Linked DNA regions of Zea mays: region 2 is linked to region 1. A link is a contact called in public Hi-C data. All regions are on one chromosome and are shown on one strand. The core of a region is the stretch at or near the end of the contact, and the rest is flanking DNA. Distances in the headings are between cores, read along the strand shown.

Region 1 (3,043 bases), core at 503-3,002:
TCCTCTCCTCCCCTCTACACCCATATGGCTCTCGAATCAAACAAAGAATGGAACAGCTCCGCTCTATTTTTTACTCTTCAACCAAACAAAAAATGGAACAACTCTGTTCTTTTTGCCAAACGTGAAATAGAACGACTTCATTCTCAAATACTGGAATAGAGTCACTCTGTTCTATTTGACTCTCCAACCAAACTTACCATTAGCTTTTACTCCGTAGCGCAGCATTTTGAATAACATCATATGGAGAAACAACTTCGTCACCTCGAGAATATGTGGCACAGAAGTCATCAGCTACAACCGCCGCGGTAAACGAAGCGCTTACGGTGTCAGGAGCTGCATCAACGGCAGCGGAGCACTTCAGAGCACACGCACACAGCTCAGCCGCCGCATCCATGGAGCCACGAACAGGAGACAGTGAAGCTAGGGTTACAGACCAGGGAAAATTGGGAAACGATGTTGCAAATCTTACCGCACAGGTTACATGGATGAGAATGGGGGAGTGGGGGGAGGGAGGGCGAGGGGGAGAAGAGAAGTCGCGATGGGGAATACGGGGAGGAGGGAGGAGAAGAACAAACCCTAGAGCCGACGGCGCAAACGGACGGTGGCGCGGCGGGACGGATGAAGACCACAGCCAGGGGAGTTATTTGTGATTATGATCATCTCGTCGCGCGGCTTCGCCTCTTTGGTATCCCGCAGATCGTCATCGCCAAATTGGTATTGCTGTCGTGCACCACTCGCCGGATTGGGTTCGTTTTCATACGGCTGACTAATTTGCCCTTCTCTTTTGCCCAGTCTGGTCGCAATGACGATGAGCCTCGTCGATCTCCAGCCATGGATGAAGACATCGCGGTAGCGCCTGAGCGCGAGGAGTGCGCGCCCGGAGCTCCAGCGTCGTCTCGACCCGCGGCGACATCTCCAGGGCGGCCGTGACCAGGCCGAGCGCCGCCGCCGCCGCGTCGTCGGTGTCCTGCGCGACCGCAGCGAGAGCCGCCCGTGCCTCGCCGAGGTACGTGCAAAACCGTACAAGGAGGAAAAGGACAACGAAATAAATCAAGCCACGTCCTCGAACAACGCAAACACAACGCATCACACGGAACGGAAGAGCCATCTGGAGACAAAAGGTGAGAGCGCCTGGTGGATGGAAACCGCAAGAGTGGCACCTCAGGCTCTCCTCTCGGGATTGCAAAGAGTTTCTTGGCCGGAGCGGAGGAAGGGGACGGTGGCGCCATTGCGTCCCGCCAGGCATCAAGTCCATGTGCGACAGGTGTTCGACACGTACCTCGGCGAGGCGCGGGCGACTCTCGCTGCGGCCGCGCAGGACACCGACGACGCGGCGGCGGCGATGCTCGGCCTGGTCACGGTCGCCCTGGAGATGTCGCCACGGGCCGAGGCGGCGCTGGAGCTCCGGGCGCGCGCTCCTCACGCTCAGGCGCTACCGCGACGTCTTCATCCATGGCTGGAGATCGATGAGGCTCGATGACCGAACTGGGCGAAAAGGAAAGGGTAAATTAGTCAGTCGTATGAAAACGAACCCAATCTGGCGAGTGGTGCACGACAACAATACCAATCTGGCGATGACGAGCTGTGGGATACCAAAGAGGCGAAGCCGCACGATGAGATGATCATAATCATAAATAACTCCAGCCAGGGGCAGGAAGCGTATCAGGGTCAGGGAGCTGCTAATGGTCATCAGCCGCGCGCGTTGCCAAATCTTCAAAGGGCGGACGATGCCAATAATGCAATTGACGTCTTCGGATCGGAAGTCCAAGTATCTGAAGCCCAACGTAGACGATGCCAAATAAGCAAAAAATCTCAGAATCTAGTTGCCGAGACGACCGTCACCCCGCGCCGCCGCCGCCACTGGCGCTACTCCTACCGGCGGGGGCCTGAAGAATATGGCAGCCGCCTCCGCCTCCACGCGACAAGCGACGGCGGAGGCGTGCAGTAGCCACGTCCACCACGCGCACCTCGCGGCTCTCCTCAACGCTTCCGCGCGCTTGCCTCCGCTCCCTCTCAGCCGCCTCCACCTCCCGCTCTCGCTCCCCACGGCCTCCCGCCTCGTCGCGTCCTTCCCTCCACTCCCGCTCCTCGTCTGCTTCCTCCGCGCGCTCCGCCTCCTCCCCTCCTCGCCGCCGCGCCCCTTTGACTCGCTCATCAAGTCATATGCCTCGCTCCCCAACCGCGCCTCCCTCGCTGCTGCGGCGCTCGCGTTCGCCAGGTCAGCCGGGTACGTGCCCTCTGTGCTCGCCTACAACGCCGTCCTCCTCGCGCTCTCTGACGCGTCGCTCACCTCCGCTAGGCGCTTCTTCGACTCCATGCTTAGCGACGGCGTGGCGCCCAACGTGTACACCTACAACATCCTCATCCGCGCGCTGTGCGGCCGCGGACACCGGAAAGAGGCGCTCAGCATCTTGCGTGACATGCGCGGCGCAGGTTGCGGCCCCAATGTCGTGACTTACAACACGCTCGTCGCGGCGTTCTTCAGAGCCGGGGAGGTGGATGGCGCGGAGAGGCTGGTCGGCATGATGCTTGACGGCGGCTTGAAGCCCAACCTGGTGACTTTCAATTCAATGGTGAATGGGATGTGCAAGGCTGGGAAGATGGAGGACGCACGCAAGGTGTTCGATGAAATGATGAGGGAGGGTTTGGCGCCGGATGGGGTCAGTTACAACACCTTAGTGGGTGGGTATTGCAAGGCAGGGTGCTCGCATGAGGCATTGTCTGTGTTTGCAGAGATGACACAGAAAGGGATCATGCCAGACGTCGTGACATTTACGTCATTGATCCATGTAATGTGCAAGGCTGGGAACTTGGAGTGGGCAGTGACATTGGTGAGGCAGATGAGGGAGAGGGGCCTCCAGATGAATGAGGTCACTTTTACAGCCTTGATAGATGGGTTCTGCAAGAAGGGATTCTTGGATGATGCATTGCTTGCAGTAAGGGGGATGAGGCAATGCAGAATAAAGCCTTCAGTGGTGTGTTATAATGCACTTATTAATGGTTATTGTATGGTAGGAAGAATGGATGAAGCAAGAGAGTTACT
Region 2 (2,971 bases), core at 319-2,818, 340 kb after region 1:
TTCCAAGTCACTCATCAACCACCTACGAAGCTCACTAGTTTCCTCCATACTAGAGATTTCCTTTGTAACCTACCACATAAAGATCCACACCAGGAAGTAGGGTGTTACGCATCTTCAAGTGGCCCAAACCTGTAGAAAGATCGCTCGTCATCTCTCGTGCGTCTTGCACGAATTATTGAGTTACAGTCAACAGCACCATCCTACCCAAAAGCACCATGAGGGTCTGTTCCCAAACACCGACAGCAGGAGCAAGGAAAAATAAATAAAATGCTTTTTTTGAAAGAGCGGTAATGCTGGGCAATTTCTCCTGAAACTGATATCAACAATGAGTTTTTTTGCTAAAAATAATCTCAAGTAAGCACCTCTTAACCAAGTTATGATAATTCGGCCTCCAGAATATATCATCTAGTATAATAATTTGTCAGTTTGTTTCTCATCTAAATTATTTAAGTTAGATTATATAATTTGGGTAGATTATAATCTGAAACAAAGAGGCCCTAAATATGAGTATTAAGATAAATGAAATATATACATTAATGTTTACATAAATATCTCAAAACTTCTTAGAGCAAGGCTAATGATTTAGCTAGCTACCTGTCGTAAGCCGTTGATATGCCTTATATAGCTAACTATATAGTCATGACATATAATTAGTTGGCTATTGTGTTGGCCAAAAAAATGTTGACCAATTATTACTAATCCATATGTATTTTAGAATATGTACAACAACTAGCTATTAATGGCTCATAATTAGTAGTGCTCTTCTTCTCTTCTCTTCTCTTCTCTTCTCTCTTTCAACTTGGTAAAAATCTGATATAGCAAACCATTTAGTCCTTGTTTGGAAACACATTTTCTTTGAAAACATTTTTTAATACCATAGTCTAATAATTGCCATATCATAACCATAATTTTGTACAACAATGGTGCCGTAGTTTTTTGATGTTATCAAGTTCCATTCAAAAGTGATTGATTGGCTATCATATAATTAAAATAATTTATTAGGACTGATGTAACTGCAATCTATAAAGAAAAAATAACGTAGAAGATACAACCCCAGCCGAATTAAGATCACATCAAGTTGTTCACATGGAAAAAGTGCGCGCCACATGGGTCCCTTCGCGCCACAGTGAAAATTTTAGTCTAAATCAAAATTTCTCGTACTCTAAAAACACGATGATATTGACAAAATCAATGTTTTATATACTATGATTTTTAAATGGTCTACCAAACAACTATTGGCATACGTACTCTAAAAACACAATGATATTGACAAAATCAATGTTTTATATACTATGATTTTTAAATGGCCTACCAAACAACTATTGGCATACGAAACTTCAAATACCACATCGTTACTAGAAAAGTACCGTCTCTCTCTAAATAGGGCGTCATCTGCTTACATCATCCTAATCCTATTATAGTTGTCCTAAAAATATCCAATTATAATTTTCTGTCAAAAACAATAAAAACAAAAGCAAATGTCGACGAAGATGCAGAGATGCGAGTGGCCGAGACCTATTTCAGCTAGTCCTACGGACCATCCAGATCCAGCACACCCAAACCCAGCAGCTGATTCGCCCGGCCGCATCGCCCGAGCCTTCTAACAGCTGACTCGTCCTCGTCGCTCCGGCGCGGCGACAAGGCACGCAGCCACCGCGCGATGGCCGACGGCGCCAGCAGCAGCGGCGGGGCGCAGAACGGGGGTGAGTCGGTGGTGATTGACTACGGCCGGCGCCGCACTACCTGCGGCTACTGCCGATCCTCCGGGCCCACGAGCATCTCCCACGGTACCGATTTCCGAACCCCCCGTCCGATGAAACTGATTCGCTCTGCTTCGACCTGTATCGGGCCCTCAAGCTTTGTAGCGCGTGGAATCGCCCGTGGGTTCTATTATAGCGTTGAATCGCTTGTTGGCTCTAGCATCTTGACGCGTCACGCAGATGATGTTTGACCGCTGATCACCATGATAACTTGTGAATTTCCTTTTAGATATTGCTGCCAAGGGACAGTGCAAGCGCACAACGGTTTTGTAGTTTGAGCTGGGGAGAGTAGTTATTTTTTCAGCTTATGGCCATAATGAATCATGGTTTTTGAACAAAAAACCATGATGAATCATGGTTGCCAGTTGAGGGGCATGGTTAATCTATGAACCTCTGAACGCTCGTTGTTACTTGTTAGCTGCTGAATCCTGAATGGTTCAAATGCCTCATTTTATTCACTTAGCTTGTAATACTTGAAACAAGCCAGCGACCATCTAGTTTTGTCTCTGAAAATGATCCATGTGGATCATGTAATCCATGTTATCTAGGGTGTTATACACAGTGATGGAGCAAAGCCCCAGGCTGCCTGGGATTTTATCCTAGTCTAAGGCAGTTTAACCGAGAGCAATAGAACCCACTAAAAAAATGTAGAGATGTCTAAGGTTTTCAAAGGATTTAAGACTGCCTAGCACTAGATAAGCCTTTGAGGCATATCCATTTCTGGCTCCACCCTGGTTATAAAGTATATCCAAGTTTTATTTAACAGTCAGTTGTACAAGGTAAAAAATATACTAGATGGGAATTGCTTTGACCTTTAAATTAGATGTTTCATCTATTTGTCGTTTGTTATATTTTTTCTTCTCGTTCTACCTTTCATGTATATACCTGTGTATAGAAGGCTCTGTCACATCATCATTTACCATGCTAGTTTCTGTCCTATCAATCTTGCAGGTATGTGGGCTAACAGTCTGAAAGCTGATGACTATCAAGGTACAAACTTATGACCCTTTCAACTTTTTTACAATGGTTTAAGGTTATATATGTTATAACACAAAAGTGCTGATTCCCGAACTCTTCCTGTATTCAAAACCTAATTAGCAAAACGAGTAAGCGGCCAAATAATATATGTGGAATTGCTGTTCAATTCATTATATAGAAGCATCAAGCATGTAACATTCAAAACATGATATCTTTATAGGGCCATATTGTCC

What was found. A called contact is a pair of places that touch in the nucleus more often than the background predicts.
Region 2: a Hi-C map of ear shows a contact between it and region 1, with 2.7 times the contacts expected there. The contact joins the promoter of LOC100383012 here to the promoter of LOC100193275 in region 1. A contact is called at or near these places in 2 of 25 Hi-C or Micro-C datasets (ear and tassel).

What each region holds. Positions count from the first base shown.
Region 1 is chr8:99,943,851-99,946,893 of Zm-B73-REFERENCE-NAM-5.0, forward strand. It overlaps LOC100193275 (pentatricopeptide repeat-containing protein At5g39710), which reads left to right and starts at 1,753. Exons shown (of 2, transcript XM_008658015.4): 1 at 1,753-2,227; 2 at 2,300-3,043. The coding sequence starts at 1,896.
Region 2 is chr8:100,283,544-100,286,514 of Zm-B73-REFERENCE-NAM-5.0, forward strand. It overlaps LOC100383012 (putative arginine-tRNA protein transferase family protein), which reads left to right and starts at 1,569. Exons shown (of 6, transcript NM_001175691.1): 1 at 1,569-1,787; 2 at 2,712-2,750. The coding sequence starts at 1,661.